Linked DNA regions of Mus musculus: all the other regions are linked to region 1. A link is a contact called in public Hi-C data. All regions are on one chromosome and are shown on one strand. Each heading gives the region's core, a stretch centred on a gene start, on an enhancer-like site or on the middle of the called end of the contact. The rest is flanking DNA. Distances are from core to core; before and after follow the strand shown.

Region 1 (4,995 bases), core at 1,507-4,006:
GAAAGAGTTGCTATCCTAACTACTGAGCAATTTTTTTTTCCTGTTAGAAAACACATTTTTGTTTTTGTCATTTTCAAGGGCTTTTAGTTAACCAAAGACCTCTCCCTGACTTTGATAAATGGAAGGGAGAAGAACGAAGTTCAAATAGTTTGACTTAATGTAGGACTGGCCAGTTTTCGCATTGATGAGAGGCAGGTCATTAAGAACTAACTGGACTGTTCCCCACGTAAACCTTCAGGAGTTTATGGTCCTCGACATCTGATGCAGTTATAAGAAAGGGAGATTTCCTCTATGCTTGCATTTAGGGTATTCAGAAAAATGGGGAGAGAACTTATGGATTAATGGGGCTAATTTTGTAGTGAAGTTTTAAACTGTCTGAAATTCTTTATTTGTACGAAGATGAAATGAGATTCTGTATGCAGATAGGAAACATAAGTAAAAATTTATAGGCCTTTGAAAAGCATTTTATGTATATAATACAATTTTAAAGTTGGTTGGCAAGCCAACTGATCATTTTTGAGCAATGATCAATTACCCCCATTGTTCTGCATTGTGTTTTCCTTCTCGTCTTTAATCTCCCTGTCTCTAGTTCCCCCTTCACTCGATTTTTCTCTCCTAGAGCTACCAGAGTGCTACGTTTACAACATAAATCTCACTATCCACCCTGTGAGGAAAATATATCCAGTGAGTTCCCATATTTTCCTATTAAGTTATATCTCCTTATTAGCCCAGTAGAAATTCCATTTACATAGATATCTGGACCTACATTCTCTTATGTTTTGACTCTGTTTGCAAGTACAGTGAGATCCTGCCTCCGTCCTTAAAATTTGATGTGTTGTTTTGTGAGTTCAAAGTGCCCTTTCTATCTACCTTCCTTTATACATCATTGATAAACTTTAAAAGGGATTTTTAAAGGCTATCTCCAGTGTTTCTTCTTTTATTGAATTTTTCCATTTCTGAGTCCTAGTATTTTCACTGTTTTGCTTTGTTATGCCTTAATGAATCTGCAATATGCCAAGAACTTCTCTCATGAAGCTGATTATATTTTTAAAGAATCTATAGGTACATATTCCTGTTCCTATCTACCTATTGCTGTGAAGAAACACCATGACCATGATAACTCTTATAAAGAAAAACATTTCACTGGGGCTGGCTTACAGCTCAGGGATTTAACCTTTTATTGTCATGGCATGGTAGCATGCAGGCAGACATGGTGCTAGAGAAGTAGCTAAGAGTTCTATTCCAGATTGGCAGCAGCAGAATGAGAATGACACTGGACATAGTTTGATCTTCTGAAATCTCAAATCCCACCCCTAGTTGTTCCTCTAACAAGGCCACACCTGTCCCAACAAGGCTACTCCTTCTAATAGTGCCACACCCTATGGGCCCCATGGGGTTTGTTTTCTTTTAAACCACCACACCATCTATTTTGCAAAGACACACAGAAAGATCTGCTTAAAACCACAGAAATATTAGGAACTAGTGTCATGACTTTCATCCTATGTCCTTGACTTCAGAGCCTACTGTCATTCCCATTCTACCTTTAACAAATTCTGTTGCCAATTGTCAATTCAGTTGATCTTGACAACAATAGTATTCACTCACTGAAATCAAGTACTTCTTAATTGTCTTTGTCTCCCAAGCAGTAAGGACCTATGGGTCATAGTGCATAGACACATTTTAACGGAACTGGTTGGTGGCAGTGCTATAACAATAACTGTAGAAGAATACATATTTTATATCACAATGGAGTACTCATATGTCTACCTGTGCACAAGTGGCCAGCCTATTTGTCAACATCAGATCAAATAAAATAACCCAAACTCTGCATTTTGAATTAAAATGTCTCTATGATATGAATCATTTTTCTTTCCAGATGTGAAAATGGGACAAGGAAAGAAAAGATTTTATTAGACTGGAAAATAAAGAGTTTCTCAGAGCATGAAACTGTATGTATTCTAAAACCTGTCAGAACAAAATCTTTCATATTTCCATGAAAATCTTTATTTTCCTCTTTTTACTTCCAGTACATTGATTTCATTAAAAACAATTAATCCCTCCATGTAAATAATATACATTTGTGTATTAGTATATTAAATCTATAGTTTGTCTGGCATGTAGGGGAGATTTAAGGTGTCATTCCAATTTCTTTGACCATCATTCACCTAAGTAGATGGTGTTTTAGTCTAAATGGTTCTGCTAGATTTGCTTCATAGGCAGTGATGTGATCTCCTCACTGGTTTCTCTTCATGCTCACACCAGGAAACTACGCTGTTCATTTTTATGTGTCTCAGAAGCAACCCTTAGCACCCCTATTATTATCCATCGTCTGCAGTTCATTTCATTTGTATCTTATAGAAAATAATTTGTCAACAGTTACTGAATATTCTTCCACTTTGGAAATATTTTCAAAGTCCTATAAAATTGCATCTAAAAATAAAAATTAAAAACAGAGGTCATTTCTTTCTCTGATCTTTTAAAAGAACTCCGAGAATTATATTCGCTCACTTCAAATCCCTGGATTCATTGCTGTTAATTAGAGGCCTTGCTCTATGAGTAGCAGTAGACTGCTGTTCTGTTCACTGTAGTATGGATTATTTGTCTCTGATTACACAAGTCTTGTTTCGTTAGAACTGGGGTATATGTCCTCCACAAAAAAGAACCATAACATTAGATGTGTCAGAGACAAGTCTGCATAGCCTGCATCGCCTACATCGCCTTTCTCACAAACACTAACTAGACCAGAACCTTCTAAACACAGAATGCAGTGCTGCCATCTGGGGGATAAAACTTTAACAATGCATTTTCTGTCAGCTGAAACAGAGGGCAGGATTCCAGGAGTCAGAAGACTCCAGAAGCAATAGGACTGTTTGTAAGGTGCAGTATGAAAGCCTATACAAGACTGTGGGTCATTTCAACAAATTAACACCCACACACACATACACCCACACACACACGCGCGCGCGTGCACGCATGCACGCACGAACGCACGTACGTACATAGACCTTACTTTCCAAATAGGGTTCTGTCATGATGACAGATCACTTTTCTTTTATTGTTGACTGTTTATTTCCTTTAAGTTAGGATATCAGCTTAAAAAAAATTCCAGCGCACTCCTTTACCATTGAGAGTCATTGTGAAAAGGCAAAATGGACTATCTGATATCTCTACAATCTTCACTGGCAAAGGAGCTGTTAGCAATACAGTAAGGGTCACAAGTCTCTCATTTGGAACAGTATATCTTTCATTTTCTCTGCAAAATCCAGTTTCCATCAATACAACCTAAGTGTTTCCCTTCCTTATAACAGCATTTCACCCAGTCTGGCAGAAGAAAAACAGACATACAAGTGAGTCAACACCAGCATGGGGATGGAGATTCTAATATACACATTCCTTTGGTGGAAGGCAAATAAATAAGACATTACGGTGGAAAAGCAAGTAGAACCAATTGATTTTTGTTCTTTCTTTAGAGTTCAGTGTATTCCTTTAGTCTTTTTTTTTTTTTTTTTTTTTTTTTTTTTACATTTCTTTCACAATGCACAGAAGGAAGTTGGAGAAAGAATAGTCGATAAGTAAATATCACTGTAAGGCATGAAATCCTATTCACATTAATTTGACCTCTGCTTAGTAAAGCAACAAATCACTGTGTTATTTGGGAGATAGAAAGAAGCCAGAGCTTTCCAAAATAATCAATAACATGTGGACAAGTAGTTTTTAGGATGAGTACTTTTCTTTGCTGCTAATTTAATACACTTGCTGTAATGCAAATAATAACATCCCTTTTCTTGTTTAATGCTAGGAATCCAACCCAGATCCTTGAGCTTCTGTGGCCTCTACCACTGAGCTATATCCACAGCCCTTAGTTATTGAAGACTGATAGTATCTTATGTAGATAGGCGAAGCTGGCCTTGAATTTGCTATGTAGCACAGGGTAGGCTTGAACTCAGGTTCGCATGAATCTCTCAATTCTATCTTCTACAGGAGTGCCATCATACCTGGCATCATTCATTTATGGACCTATCTATCACTGTTACAACCTTTTTATTCTAAAAGATTTAATAATTTTATTATATAAGCTAGAATGAAGTCATCGTGACTTGCACTGAAATTTGGAAGTCCCAAATACCCTCTAAAAAAATGGAATCCCCAAGTGCCTTATCCCAAGGTGTAGGAAACAGCCAAGGTTTCTTGGTGTCCATCTAATCAAGTGTTTGTCTCTGACTGGCCAACCTAATACAGAGCACAATGAGGGACCAGAAAGAAACATTAGACAACACAACTATGTAAAAAGAAGAAAAGACAAAAGAGTAGACTGAAGTCATTGGCACTGCCCAAGAGTAAGCCCTTATGTCAAGCAACATGAAGTCTCTTGAATATATAATCGGGAATATAAATCCTTGGCCACAATCCTATGAATGTGTGCCTTGCCTTTCAGTGTGTTTTTATAGGATTCTTATCTCCATGGTCTCAGAAGAAACAGATTTTGAAGAACACTACTCAATTGGAAGCTGCGGAGTGTTGGCAGGCTCTTTCCTGGTGCAAGTTCACAAAGAGTAGGCCATGGAAGACTTGTTGAAGCCTGGCCCACAGTATGTTTAGCAATCCTGTGCCATGACAAACATTTAGTAGGCCCCTGGGTTCTAGTTACATCCATTCTGGCTGCAGACAAATAAAAAGTTCTCAACACTATGTCTCCTTTTAGCCTGGAAACTCTGATCTTTTGTTTACTTTCTTTTTGTGCTCTTTCAATCACCCTCTTGCCCGATTTAATAGTGACTCCCTTAAGGAGAAATAAAACAATTGGCTTCAGTAGAAAGGCAGCATCCGTAATCTAATGTATCCCAGTTGGCTGGCTCCCCTTGTCTGGTAGTCTTAATGGCTTTGTCCAGTCTTATCTCCTCCTAAGACTGTTTCTTGATGTAGAGACTCATTTTATCACTGCCTCGGTTGGGGCACAGAGTCTTTGGTTTCTGTCAGGACTGATTTACTGTGGCC
Region 2 (4,995 bases), core at 766-3,265, 250 kb before region 1:
TATAATAGCACAATGTATACTACCTTGCTGCAAAGATACATTGATAATGCTATCCTTCTAACTATATTTCATTTCACTTAATGCATTTCCATTATATTATACAAAACAAAACAAGTAAAGCAAAAGCTTGGGGTGTTCACAGAATCATTTATTTTATAAGTATTTAAGAAAAGTAAGGTATTTGCATTTAGTATAATTTCATGTTTCCCAATTTGCTTTTATCTTTGTTAACGTTGGTTAAAAGGAAAGCATTCACAGTGGAGGGCTAGAGAAGTAACCTGTCCAGCAAAGTGCCCCTTTGTATGCATTTTATGAAATTGATCATCATTGTCCACATAACAAACCAGACATAGTGGCCTTTGCAATCATGTATTAAGGACAGAGACACAGAAGGATCCCTTGGCCGGTCTTATCAGGCAGCCTAAACTACTGAATGAGCTTTAAGCTAGTAAGAGACCTTGTCTCAAAGGCGTTGGTACATTTCCAATGATGATACCTGAGGCTATACTCTAGCCTCTACCCCCTTTCACACATACAAACTGGGACACACATGAGTATGATCCACACACGTAATCACATACATACACAATGTTAAAATACAAAAGCATACACAGTGAGACAGATATTGGAGAAATATCTCCTATTATTTGGGATAGATACTGCTAACAAACTGATGTTCATTGTATAATCTCTTCCATTATATAATTTTAATCTGATTGTATTTCTCCATGATTATGAAGCTTTGGGTGAAGCCAAATGGTTAGGTCTTGTGATAAAGTGACTATAGTTGAAAACGATGTATAACCATTTTAGGAGGCATTCATAAATATCCCTCTGTGCAGTCCTCCATGACTCATCTCTTTCCTTGTCTGAGTTTGGATATAAAGTGCTTACAACAGCCCCTGAGGACTTAAAAGATCATGGACCTCCAGGGCTTTAAATTGGCCACAAATCTACCTCATATATGAATTGCTGGAGGGTGTGAAGAGGCCAACAGATCCATTGCTCAGGGATCTCCAAGACACAGGGCAACAACAGGATACCTGACAGGAGTCCCTGTGGAGACCCAGTATTTATAGCGAAGCAGAAGCCAGAGGCCTGGAACCAGACCAATGACTCATTGCCAAAAACATCTGTGAGTAAAGATGCATGGACAAATGTGCATACTATGGAACACGCCGTGACAGACTACAGCTTTGATGATGAGATGTTTTCAATGCTTTGTCTTAACATTATTATTATTATTATTATTATTATTATTATTATTATTATTATTAATCTTTTGGAGTTGCAAGGGAAGAGAGCAAATACGAAGGGGTAGGGAGATGAGGGGACTGGGGTGCATGCTATGAAACTCATAAAAAAATTAATAAAAAAGTTAAAACAACCAAACAAAAGATCATGAAGACAAAGATTAAATCCTGCTCCTTAGCTAGTACTATGAAGCATCCCTCTGTAGAAAAGAAGTACTTTGCTGGATTGGATTTGAATGAGAGAGAGAGCATGACACATCTTAGAAGCTAAAATAAAGCCATTTCTCCATATGTTATATTTGGTCATGTTATTTTATCGCAGCAATAGAAAAGTAACTAATGTACGCATATACTGAGACATGTATTAAATTTTAAATGAAAACATTGTTTTTCAATGGAAGCTTTGTGTGTGTGTGTGTATACACATTATATATATATATAATTCAGGCCTTAATTTTCATATTCATTTCTGCTGTACTCTGACTCCTCTCATTTCCATAATATTGGAACATAGGAAGGAGGCGTGGGTATCAGTTAGGAGGATAAGCAAGTTCTGAATATATTGAATTAGAAACCAGACTGAGAGTAGAGGCAGTAGAAATCAATGACTTTAAAATTGCTTACAAAGATCGAATTAACAGAGTGGCACATTTGTTGATATTATATGAATAAGCAGCTAGACCTATGCTCAGAGATATTTAAATATTTATTGTCTACAATGCAATTTCAAGACTTTTTTTTTTGCTTGTCTTTATTGAGCAGACTACAATATATCTGATTTTTAATTGCCAACGAAAATACTAATTTTTCACAGCTTCTAAAATGTCTCATGATTGTTTTGTCAAAGGACTGGATGGCATATTCCCAGTCATACATACTCCACTTCTGTGTTCCTAGGGACTTGTTTATTTCCCATTTTCCTCCGGGATGCACATTTTGAATGTTGATGCCTTACGATTTGTAGCCTGTTTTTCCTATCTGATACACTGTACAATACCAGAGCCTGCTTTCCGAGGCAATGAATCACCCTGAAAGGTTATCTGTCAGTCATACATGCCCCATGGTGACAAGGCCTGAACCACTTAGGCCGTTTAATTTCCTGATGACCAGACATGCAACACAGACAAGCTTGAGATACTCTCTGGGATTTCTGTAGAGAATTTCACTGTAAAGATCAATCTGGGCTATCAGAGGAGTAACCAGTATGTCAGTAAGAACTCAAGTCCTGCACTTAGACTCACGCGCTCTGCCATTTATTTGGGTGTAAATTGGAGGCAATGGCTTTTCTAGAGGCCCTCAGTCTCTCATCTATGACATGGTGGTAACCAGCAGAGAGATTATTAAACTTACCTAGAGTAAAGGGACTACACTGTTAAATGGAGGCTGTGTTCCTTTTTATTAACAGACATCATTTTCTTTATTGCTTTTCATTTTTGTTTTTGAAATTATAATTTTATTACAGCATTTCTCCTTTCCTTTCCTCCCTTTAAACTCTTCCATGTACCCCTTTATGCTCTTCTTTAAATCCATGCCCTCTTTTGTTCGCATACTACTATTGCATACATACATGTAAAGCAAGATTTATAGGTGAAAAACTTGAGTTTCTACTGGAGACTTCTTTTGGCTTTTTGCATACCTAGGATTTCTCCAGAATATATTTGTCTAATGGCTGAGGGTCTTCCAGGTGAGAAAGGGATGCTATATGCAAGCTGGATCATCCATGATATCTAAGATGGATCCCATAGCTCACAATAGGACCTGAGTGAAAATTACCATTTAGTTGGTAGAATCTGGCTTAAGAAAGCTGTTTCTCTGATGTGCATAATTTCAAAAACATGGGCTAGTAAGGTGACATAGCAGATAAAGACATTTGCCTCTAACTCTGGTGACCTGAGTTCAATCCTTGAAGTATATATGACAAAGAATATAGTCAGCTTCCAAAGATTATTATCTCACCTGCATGTGGGGTGAACAACACCCATACTCCTATATATACAATAAATAAACATGAAATATTATATATTAATAAGAAAATTACTATGCTAACATTAGATTAAGTTTGAATATCCTGTTATACCAGACACAAGTAAACCCCTGTCCAGAAGCACAATCCTATCAAAGGAAAGAATTAAATATTCTTTTTGCCTGCCTGTCCTTTGAGCAGAGGTGGGATTGCTGCTGTACTCCACAATTAAGCCAACAAAGACGTGAACTTTGGAGTGTGTTACTGATGGAGACTGGAGGAAAAAAATCTTTAACACATGTTTGCTACTGGCATTAAATTTCACTTAAATGTTTTTAGTACTTAAAAATTGTACCTGTGTACTTAAATGCATTCTCTAACAGTAGTAAAGAGGTTGTGGTTATACCACTCTATTTGTTTGGATGTGTCTTGGTAGCAGATACATGTTGATGCTGCATACTTGGAAGAAAATTCATAAATAATTATTAACATTTTGCAAATGATGTTTTTGGACAAAAGGCATATATGTTTTAAAAGTTGTCAAGCTTGCTCATAAAATATTTATATAAAAATATTCGATGTGTAACCATCTCTAAGTAAACAGTTGAGTATTTGTTGTATACATTATACATACAAAAAAGTACTCATTGTATATCAACATTGAAAGATGCAGTAGACAGTTAACAAATACAGTTAGGTGCATACATGCTAACATGATCCATTTGCCATAGGGTAGTACAATATGTAAAGGAAAATATTAATATATATATATATATATGTATATACACATATATGTATATATATATGTATTTCTGGACTTTGATCTTTTATGTGTACATGAGTGTTTGTTTACATATGTGTTCTCATGTGTGTGTAAGTAAACACACATATAGAAGTACAGAAGAGGGTGTCAATTCTTCTGGAGCAGAAATGACATAGAGGTGGTTCTTAGACACCCACTGCGAGTGCTAGGATATGAACTCAGATCTTTATGACTGAGTCTCAAGTACTCTGAGTCACATGGCTATCTCTCCAGTCCTGCGAATATAGTTTATCTTGACTAACACTGGCTCAAAATGTACAGATGAAACAACTATTGTGATTGTATGTTTCCTTTTACTTCACTTTTTGGTTGAAAGATTAGAATAAACTCGTGTGTGTGTGTGTGTGTGTGTGTGTGTGTGTGTGTGTAGTATTTCAAGTAGTCAAAACTCAAAAGATCAGAAGTAGCTATTTTAAAGTACATTATTAACCTTTTATCTATTACTCTTCATGTCCTTATATGTATATTACATATACAAGTGGCTATCAGCAAGGCTTGGAATACTTTGTTTCTATGATCTTATATCTGCTACCTTAGCTTGAATCTGGAGGTTTCATTCCTTGTCCTGGACCAAGTCCTTCCATTACAAACTCAGTCTTCTCCTTAGTGGATTCTAACAAAATTCTAAAACTTCACAACCAGGGATGATGTAATCTCAGTAGCAGGAAAAAGAAGGAAGTTGCAACTATGGGTCAGTTTAGGATAGTTCTAAGACAGTCTGGGTTATATTTTAAGAGTCTTCATCAGAAAAAGGGTGGTCATTAAACAAAATTGCTTTATAAAGTTCTCTGTATTAGACCTCCATCTCTAGGTTTCTAGATTTCTTCATATCCTTCTAAATGAATTTTTAAAAATGTTCTTATGGTTCTTATCTTCTATTTAGCTTCTTCATTTTCAAACCCCATGATTTAAATTTCTCTAAAATATTTCTCTTTTGCCCTTGCCTTGTCCAAAGA
Region 3 (4,995 bases), core at 1,624-4,123, 170 kb after region 1:
GTGTGCATGTTTGTGTGTATGTGTGTGTGTGTGTGTGTGTGTGTGTATGTGTGTGTGTGTATGTGTGTGTGTGTGTATGTGTGTGTGTGTGTGTGTGTGTGTGTATGTGTGTGTGTGCAGGAGCGTCTGTGTGGGACAGGAGCACACACTGAAGCACTATCCACAATCACAACAAAGACAGAGAATCTCATTTGACCCAGAGCTTACCTAGTAGGTTAGACTGGCTGGCCAGCAAACACCAGGTATGTGTTTCTTGTCTCCAGTTTTTAAAAAAAAATTCCCTTTATATCTTGATCACAATTCAGGTTCCTATGTGATCCAGAGAAAATCAGGGCCGCTTCTTGGGGTTTTCAGTCTCACTGATAAATTTAAGAATGGACTCAAATAGAAGCTTATGGACAATTTTTGTTGGGGTTTAAAAGAAAAAGGATGCTGTGAACCCTCCACAGATGCCTGGGGGAGGAAAGGAATGGAGCAGAGAAGGGGAAAGGATCAGTGATTTAAACACGGATAGAAGTCAGGTACCTGGCAGACACGTAGCCACGTGGTTGGGAGGAAGGCTTTGGAGAAAGAATAAGGAAACCAAAACACTGTGGCAAAAAACAAAAAACAAAAACAAACAAACCCAGTGTTAGGGAAAGCATTCACAGAAAGATAGAAAGAAAGATAGAAAGAAAGAAAGTAAAAGGGAAAGTTACATTTTTCTGACTAATTCAAAAAGGTGGGCAGATTTGTAAGCGACATGACCTTGGCTTGGTAAGTTTCTATATCTGTAACAGGAACTCTTAGAACAGTGGTTCTCAACCTGTGGGTAGTGACCCTGATCTTTTCACAAGGGTTATCTATCAGATATCATGCATACCAGATATTTACATTTAAATTCATAACAGCAGCAAGATTAGGTACAAAGTAGTGGTGAATGAAAGTTTATGGTTGGGGGTCAGCACAACATGCGCAACCACAATATGCATTAAAGGGTTGCAGCACTGGGAGGGCTGAGAACCGCTGGCTTAGACCCTATTGTTTCAGAGGCCTTGCAATTTTGGTGTCCTCTGTTCCCTCTGGCTCTTACATTCTTTTTGCCTCCTTTTCTGTGGATTTCCTGAGCCCTGAGGGGAGGGATTCATTGAGACAATCAATTGATTGACTGAGCCCCGCCCCCATGCAACGTGCCCCGCCCCCCCACGTTTAGGGCTGAATATTTCAAAGTCTTTCGTTTTCTGTACAATGTCTGGCTGCAGAAGTCTGTATTTGTTCCCATCTCTCTCTCTTTCCTCTCTCTCCCTCTCCCCCCTTCTGTTCTTTCTATGTATGAGTGCTCTGTCTGCATGCACATCTGCATGCCAGAAGAGGGTATCAGATCCCTTTATTGATGGTTGTGACCCACCATGTGGTTGCTGGGAATTCAATTCAGGGCATCTACAAGAACAGCCAGTGCTCCTAACTGCTGAGTCATCTCACCAGCCCAAAAATTCTGTTCTTGAACCAGAAGGTATGTATGGATAATATATACATACATTTACATATACACATACACATACATCATATACATATAAACATTTTATATATATATATATATGCATATATTTTTTTTTCCTAACAAATGCTTCCAAGGCAAACACTTTACTGAGATCTCACCAACCCGAAATTTACTTTTAACTGCTGTTTTCTCAGCCAATATATGTAACCTCAGGAAGTTTCCCATGACCCAAAGACTCAATAGTCTACAGAAGTATAATTGCATTCATTAACATTTTAAGGATATGAAAGACTTGTAGAAAGCAAAGCACGAGACAACTGTGCTGACCAGACCACTGACACCTTATGTTACTATTTACGAACATATTTTAACAGACGTATTTCCTCATGTATCACATGCTTTAATCTAGCCCATTACATTTAGGCTGCTTTTATCAATGTTGACACCTATGCATTAAGTGTCATTTAAAAAAAATTACTGACACAAGACTGTCTATATAAAATGGTGGGTCTCATTTCTTGTGTGGGTCCCCTCAGCATCTAAGTCTGGCAGAGGTGAGCATTTTACAGCAAAGGTCGTGCAGATGTTCTTCATACAGAACGCAATGTCCACAAACTGAAAAGCTACCCCCCCCCCCCGTCATAAAACAGTTTCACTGGCAAGTGCATTCTGCTTCCAAGTGCTCTCATTTATTCTGCGAGCTTCAGAAAACGACTGAGTGAAAGCAGTCACGTTCTCTCCCCCCAACACAGGAAGATGTCACCTGTTTTGTTTTTGAAAAATATATAACTTGAAGATTGCAACCAAGTCCCAACATGCTTGAGAAGAAAAACCTGGAGAGACTTCTGAAAAGGCGAAGGCTGGAATAGTTATAACTAAGTGTAGTTAAAGAAAGAAAATCCAAGCAAGGTAAGGAAGGGAGGGATATATTGGGGCAGGGGTGTACAAGAAAGAAGCCAGCAAGGAAAGATGACAGATGTTTGCAAATGGAACAGGAGACAGTCCAAGAGAGAGCACTTGAGCTCAGACTGACGGATACTAAGAGCATTTTCTCTTTCTTTTGTTCTTATCAAACAAGGAATGACATTTTAAAGGACAGCGTGTAACAGAGGAAAAAAAGGACACTAGAGTAAATTGCAGGTCCTGAGGCTGAGCTGTTTTACTAAGGAAAGGGCTGATCTAGCTCTGAGAGCTGCTGCAGAGAATCACATGCACATCGCTGAGGGAGACACTCAGATCTTTTAAGTCTCCATCCAATTCAAACAGAAAACCAGGACACAATCAACATAACAAAAGACGTTCCGATGATTTAATATGATTCTACTGCATTCATCCAAAGCAGTTAGAAAAGCGTCTTCAAAGTACTTCCTCATTCATCTGCGAAAGTGTAGGCTGGGCCCCCTACTGGACATACTCGGCAGTGCAAGGAAAGAGCTCTTCATTTTAGACTATCATCCTCATGGGTCCCGTGCTGTGCAAGACACAGCCCAAAGCTCCAATGACCGGAAGAGGAAATGAGACGGCAAAAGAACTTGCCAGCCAACCATCTTTCTTCAGACGCCGGGAGGGAGAAGAGGAGCTATGTATGCGAGCATCTTTTTTTTGCCACTGGGGACACAACCATCTAAGCCAGCAACTGCTGTTTGATATAGCTAGGCACCTACCGGCTGGACAGATATCCAAAAAGTGGATTGGCCAGATAGAAAACAGCCTAGACTGAGATCTACATTTAAGAGTAAACGTCCATACTTCCTTTTTCAGGGCCTTAACAGAGATAAACCAGATTAGGGTTTGTGCTGTAGAGCCGCAAGCAAGGCATGAAGCCATGGAAGAGAGAGGGCAAGAAATTTGATACGAAGCTGTGGGTAGTGACCCTTTCACAGGGGTCACATATCAGATATCCTGCATATCATATGTTTATATGGTGCTGTCAGTGTAGCAACATTACAGTTATGAAGTAGCAACAAAATAATTAAAGTAGCACAACATGAGGACATGTGTTAAATGGTCACAGCCTTAGGAAGGTTGAGAACCACTGATGTCAGAGGAACTTAGGCAGATAAATTGTGCCTTTTCCCTAGAACAGCAAATGACAATAACATACTTTAAAAATTAAAATTAAAAAAATGATCTCCTACCAGTTAATTTATTCATTTATTTATTTACTTATTTACTTTTTAGGAACCTCAGTGTTAGCTCTAGCCTGGATTGCTGCAGCAGAGTGACTGATATTTATTGCACAGTTGCATTAGGCATATTCTAATTGAATATGAACATATTAACCCATCCCTATCATTCTTGTCATTTTATATGATGGTAAGAAAACGGGGTTTAGAAATAACTTGCCTAAAGTCACATACACTGGTAACAGGGAAAGGTCGCTGTTAAGGCTACTGTATACAAGTCTTAGAGACTGGGTGTTTATGAGATCCGCATATCTATTGGGAGCCAAACCAACTGAAGACTTTCTCAGAGGCCTCCAGGTAAGGTTAAAAGGGGATGTTAATTCTGTGTCCTTGCAAGGGTCAACTTGGCCAGGTCCATTCTGGAGGCTGGAGGCTGGGGGCTGGGGGCTGGGGGCTGGAGCCTGGGCCCTTTAAGGTTTTGGTTCCTGGAAACCTGACTTTCTCCCTTGGAGGGCTGTAGTTATCAGTGCTAAGGCATCTCTGTCTGAGATATCCTGTGTTTTCTTTGCCAACATTGTTTGATTTAGCTCTCTGCTGACCTTGGGCCCATCTTCCCCCTACAAACAGTATATAAGATGAGAGACTCAATAAACTCACTTGTACAAGGCTGGGTCCTAGCTATCCATCTTCTTTATTTCTCACAGTGGGTCTACTCTTCTTCAACTCACCATTTAGGACCCTATTCTGGTGGGCTCAGGTCATACTTTTCAGATCTGGAGGTTAAATGTCTGTGGTTAAGTTGCTAACATTGCTCTCTGCTGACACCATACCATTGCTTCCAGAGGGCGTGTCCTCATCTGTGACCTCCCATCATCAAGGGTCAGAACAAAAGGACCTGTGTACTTTTTCCAGACCATTTTATAATTTTGCTTATATCACTCAAAAGAGTTTATGACTTATCATTCATTTGTAATCACCTTATGACTTCATAATATTGATTGGGAATTAAGTTGCAATGAAAACCTTGATGGCTTTATAAATATTAAAATTATAACTGGTAGGATTTGAACCCATACAGACTGATTCTAAAAGCTATGCTCTCAGTAACATTAGTCCTTTACTATCCTAAATTAAAGCATTTCCCCTTCACTGTAGGTTAATTCCTTAATATCTTATTCGGACACTAAAATGTCTAACAAGCTCCCAACAGCTTGTATGGAATTCCACGATTTCAATCATTTATGATCTCAGTCTCCACCACATGCTCTCCCTGTTGGACAATGGCTGTCCTCTACCACACACACACACACCCTCGCTCTTTGTAGCTATCTCTTTCATTTCTGTATCTTCATGTCCTGGATCATTTCTACATGTCTCTCCTACTCCATT
Region 4 (4,995 bases), core at 1,266-3,765, 150 kb after region 1:
CAGACAAAACACCTGTACACATAGATAAATAGATGACAGACAGAAGATAGGTGATAGATTATGATACACAGACAAATAAAAAATACATAGATACATAGATGATGGTAGACAGATTAGATAGATAGATAGATAGATAGATAGTAAGTACTTCAAATTTTGTTTTAGCTAATTGTTCATTATCAGGAAAGATCTATTGTTTTGGTGTCAAAATGTAGACATAGAAAGTGTTGGTAAACTGCTTTAATGAACTTTGAATATATATATATATACATATAAAGGTTCATGATGATGGTAAAGGTGTTTAATTCAGCTATGCACCAAAAACTTCTCAGACAAGGCTATTTTCTGCTTGACTCTCATACAACTCAGAATGTTCCCACGTGATTGCTCTCATAATCCAGTGGATTCTACTAAACTAAATCTGTTTTAATTTGTCCCCTGTTACTAAGCAGAAAAGCACTATTGGAAGCGGAGAAAAATACCTACTTATACATTACTTGTGCTTACAACTATGTCTGGATTGTCACCGAACTGCTCTTCAAGAAAACCTACTTCACAGTAAATACAAACTCACAGTGTGAGGCCACTGAACATCTATCTATCTGCCTGACTCGAAGAGCCCTGTAATATGCAGTGCAACATCTATGGGGCCTTCAGGAAGTGCTTTCTATATAAAGTTCAAAAGATTTCAAAGTAGACTGTGAGGTTCTCTTTGCCCCTAAAGAAACTGTTCAATTCATAGAAAGGAGCGGTGGGGGTGGGGGATGGAGACACAGTCATTTACTCAGTAAATTTCAAAAGCCATTGAACGTGTTTATGCGCCAGTGTAATGACAGTTTTAGAATTTTGGTTTCTTTAGAAAACACAGACATGATATAAGCATGTGTTTTTGTTTTAATCACAGGTGTGGGGAGTGGGGCGTGGGGCGCCGGGGCGCTTGAGACTGTTTGCAGCAGCTAACTCTGATTTGCCTTGTGCTCTGGCAGAAAGCATGGATCTGCCAACTGCAGATCGTATCTGGGATTGTGAGACATTTTGAATTCTGGCAACTTTTTAGAGGGCTTGGAAAGGCTAGAACTCTGAAAGGCAGGTTTGGTGGTTGTTGGACATTCAGGGGTGTTGGCTGTGGTTTGTTCGTAGTTGTGCTCAAAGAAGAAACAAAAGGAAAGAAATTAGATTCAGGGATCTCTCTCTCTCTCTCTCTCTCTCTCTCTCTCTCTCTCTCTCTCTCTCTCCCTCTCTCCCTCTCTCCCTCTCTCCCTCTCCCTCTCTCCATCCTAGACCCACCTTCCAATCCTATCTCATAACAAAGAGTGAAACAGAGGAGGGGGGATATGGGGGGGGTGTAAAGGTTGAAGAAAACAAGAAACCACTAAGTGGCAAAGATCAACTACAGCTACAAGCCTAGGGAAGAAATTATTAGCCTACAGTACGATTGGATGAAGGTACTTGATGTGTCAGAAAGGGAAGATGCTCTGAGAAACTGACTTTTCCTATGAAGCTAAGTCAGTCTGGACCGGCTAATGGATTGAATATGCTGGAAGAGAAAGAGGTCCTTCACTCAAGCGCAGCAAGAGATGCCTGTGAACTTGAAAACCCTGGGGAAAGATGCAGGAGAGCTAGCAGAGGAGTGTTTGTGAGGAGGGCAAAGCCAAGGAAACCTCAGGATGCTGGGATGCTGGGATGCTGGTCATGCAGAGCTCTGCAAGCAAACCCAAGGATTTCCTAAGAGCGCTGTAGGAGTGACTGAGGGTTTGAAACAGCATCACCAAGGACCTGTCTCTAAGAGACCCACTTCCGTGCTTTGCAGAGGAATCCTTAGAGGGCAGGCGTGAAAACAGACTACAAGGAGCCATTCTTTTTCCTTGTCAAACGAGAGAGGTCTCTCTGGACACCAAAGCACCTGCAGTGGAGGTGTTAATTTGCAGAGGCAAAAATAGATAAATTTACATGATAAGAAAGGAGGAGCTATCAAGGATTATTGCCAGATTTCTAGCGCCTAAATCCAGCCAGCTTCTTAATGTGGTGAAATGGGAAGATCCTTTGTGATCAAGCTGCTAAGATTTGGAGCAGAACAGCGTGGACGATGTCGATGGACCCAAAATCCCAGGACACTTTTGGCCACATGAACATGTGAGATTTTCACTTTAAATTCCACCTTTAAGACCTTGTCCCAAATATTGCACAATGCTAAATACTTCAAGGAATTTCTGTTTCCCATGTTAACAAGCAATCGGGATAAGTTTTACATCTAAAGTGGTTAGTACGAGGTCTGTGGCCAGTGAAGAATCTGTCTAACTTTGCTAGGACACCCGACATTTTCTACAGGTTTAAGGAAAGACAGCTAAACTTTTGCCTGCTTCTCAGTCTGTATGCAGATTCTGTTTCTGCACTGGGTTCCCCCGCCCCTAAAAATTTAACACTTATTTCCTCCCACCCACAGGACAAAATACCAAGTGCTTGTCTCTGATCAGCTATTGATTTTGTGCCATCTGTCACCTGGGATGCCTGAACTCGGTGATGCGGCATCTCTTAGCTTACATTTTCCTAGGCAACCGCAGCTTCCAAAGTGCTAGACACGGACCTGTTTATTCTCTGTCTGTCACTGTGAGTTGTTTATGATTTTTATTGTTTATAATTTACATCGGAATGAATTCACCGAGTCTAGTGGAAATTTGCATTCGAGCTGATAGGTTGAACAGACGGGTTTTAAACCCTTATTGTCCTCAATCGGGAGGGACTAATGGAGAAGTCAATCAATCCAAACGAACTGCTCAGTGCGACATCATTTCCTAAAGGCTTTCTTTACCTCCTTTTCACAAAGCTATTCCTTAAAGTTCTTGTTTGAGAGGGGGAAAAAAAAAGAGACGGTGACATAAAAAGAAATCTATGTGACTCTTTAGCTTGAACTGTGCTATTTATTAAGAAGTAGGTTATGTCCATAGATAATTCTTATAACACATCCTGGTCAAAGTATCAGGTTGCTTCAAAGTTATCATAAGAATCACAATTATACTTAGTTTTAAGAAGATGTAGCAATGAATGGATGAAACATCCATTATTATTCCATAAAATGCAATTTCCCCTTTCCCAAACCTTTGACTTTTCTCTGCTTACCCAATTCATCTAATTCATGCATATTCTAATGATGTTCCCTTTGTTTCCAAGGACCTGAAATGTATTCAGCCAAACTAAAAATGATAAGATGAGGTCACCATTATAATAAGAACCATACTAATTCATTGGGTACTTAAATGGAAAATATATCACTGCATCTGACCACAGCTCTGACAGGAAGTGGCCTTGAAAGCTAAGGCCACTTGGTCTTTTGTCACTTCCTAGAATCTACTTTTTATGCGTTTGATTTGGGCAACATGATTATGTAAGACACTCTAAGCAGCAACAAAGAAAAGAGAAAGAGACTCTGGCTCCAGGCTCACATGCTTTCATAGATTTGAAATCTCTTCAAGCCAGAAGCTGTCAACTGATTTTGAAAGGAAATAGTAGATGTTTCTCCATAGGTATGCTGCCGTGCACGGTTTCAATGAAAATTCAATGCACACAATGGCATGCTATCTAAACCATATTAACGCTCATTTATTCATTTATTCTTCTTCCAGTGAGCTTGTTCTGCCCAAATTAAACTTTACTCTTGGAACTGAAATATGTGTACATCAGAACCAAAGGCTGAACTCGCCATGGTCTGAATGTACCGTAGTCTCGGCTGCTCAGGGCAGATTTGGATTGACTGTGCCCAACTGTGGACAATTTGGCTTCCCTCAGCTGTTAGCATTGATCCACTCAGCTTGAAAGGAGGGACTCGGGTCACTTCTGTGTTCTCCACTTTTCCCACATTGCCTTCTCTCCTCGAAATTCTGTTCTCCCGTCTCCCCCTGGAAAGTTCTAGATTGTCAGTGCAAACCAACCACCATGAATAATACACTTAGATGATCAATCAGAAATGGGATAGGTAAATATGCAAGATCCAAAATTCAATTTGGCTCCCCCAAATTATATTTTGGAAGAATTTACAAATAAGCGAGGATTTAATTTGGAGGAGATAAAAATCCACAGGCTAGAAGCTGCAGACAGCTACATAGATGCAGAAGGAAGATGATTTTCTTGAGTTTTGGAACAATTCTGAATAAACAGCTCAGAGGAGATGGTTAGAAAATGTGGGCATGTTCTCAGTACTTCACAGATTTTTCACACCGCTCTGTCCAAGTGTGTATGTGGGTGGAGAATGACGCAGGAAGGGCTTCCTGTTCTGTGGAAACATCTAGTCTCTCCTCTGCCTTGCCTCTTTCTAATTTCCCCAATCCTTCTCTCCATCCTTTTTCTTTTTAGTCTCTTTCCTGCACCTTTCCTGTGTTTTCTCCCCCTAGGAAGTCCAGGCAACCTGCTCTGTAGGTTTTAGAGCTTTGATTAAGTCACTACCCAATGTTTTTGTTTTTGTTTTTTTTTAACATTACTTTTTATAGTGTATACCATTTGAAATCGCTGCTTTGAGGCTAGAGACAGTATAGGGAGTTCTCTTCAGCTTCTTCCTCTTAGTGCTTCATTGAGATAGAAATTTACTCCTAGAAACATGCTATAATAGAGTTCACCAGCACACAGAGCTGAGTGTGTTCCACATTATGCAACAGGCAAGGAAATGAATTCTGCCTTTCCTGAACTCTAGCTTTCGGGTGGCACATATTATACAGGAGCTTTGCTTCAGATTTGAATCTGCTCTGAATAGCCATTGCATACAAATTTGCATTGTGGTATACATAAACTTCACAACGCACTGAGGAACATGGAACACATAAATATTAGCTCTGATAATCAGGATGCCCATGGTGACCCAGTTACAAAAACTCCACAGTACAGCTTCTGCTACCTACAAAACAGTGTTAAGCAAATAACATTATTTTTCTGTTAAATACCAAGTATTTTGTCCCACCACTGGACCAGTTAAGTATTTCCCACATGGAAGAAAATAAACAAAAGACT

The links. Hi-C and Micro-C count contacts between places; a contact is called where the count stands out from the background.
Region 2: a contact with region 1 is called in a Hi-C map of the N1E-115 cell line, with 3 times the contacts expected there. The contact joins two enhancer-like sites. A contact is called at or near these places in 5 of 484 Hi-C or Micro-C datasets (the N1E-115 cell line, cerebellar granule neurons, cerebellum and 2 more).
Region 3: a Hi-C map of the N1E-115 cell line shows a contact between it and region 1, with 4 times the contacts expected there. The contact joins two enhancer-like sites. A contact is called at or near these places in 19 of 484 Hi-C or Micro-C datasets (the 4T1 cell line, the C2C12 cell line, the HL-1 cell line and 7 more) and 1 of 115 datasets of contacts at active chromatin or transcription factors (neural progenitor cells).
Region 4: a contact with region 1 is called in a Hi-C map of forebrain, with 3 times the contacts expected there. The contact joins two enhancer-like sites. A contact is called at or near these places in 5 of 484 Hi-C or Micro-C datasets (the C2C12 cell line, cerebral cortex, embryonic stem cells and 1 more).

Annotation. Positions count from the first base shown.
Region 1 is chr10:109,493,580-109,498,574 of GRCm38.p6, forward strand. No RefSeq gene overlaps it. Among named protein-coding and RNA genes, the nearest start is that of Gm40757, 100 kb to the right of the region's middle. Within about 2 kb of position 2,757, at least 13 of the 459 cell types and tissues checked have an H3K27ac peak or open chromatin away from gene starts, as enhancers often do. A contact at or near this core is called in the N1E-115 cell line, cortical neurons and forebrain, where this site is marked.
Region 2 is chr10:109,248,881-109,253,875 of GRCm38.p6, forward strand. No RefSeq gene overlaps it. Among named protein-coding and RNA genes, the nearest start is that of Gm23041, 120 kb to the right of the region's middle. Within about 2 kb of position 2,016, at least 1 of the 459 cell types and tissues checked has an H3K27ac peak or open chromatin away from gene starts, as enhancers often do. A contact at or near this core is called in the N1E-115 cell line, where this site is marked.
Region 3 is chr10:109,662,203-109,667,197 of GRCm38.p6, forward strand. No RefSeq gene overlaps it. Among named protein-coding and RNA genes, the nearest start is that of Gm40757, 67 kb to the left of the region's middle. Within about 2 kb of position 2,874, at least 17 of the 459 cell types and tissues checked have an H3K27ac peak or open chromatin away from gene starts, as enhancers often do. A contact at or near this core is called in the N1E-115 cell line and cortical neurons, where this site is marked.
Region 4 is chr10:109,639,571-109,644,565 of GRCm38.p6, forward strand. Gm40757 (a long non-coding RNA gene) reads left to right here. Exons shown (of 3, transcript XR_872022.2): 3 at 2,444-2,566. Among named protein-coding and RNA genes, the nearest start is that of Gm40757, 44 kb to the left of the region's middle. Within about 2 kb of position 2,516, at least 16 of the 459 cell types and tissues checked have an H3K27ac peak or open chromatin away from gene starts, as enhancers often do. A contact at or near this core is called in forebrain, where this site is marked.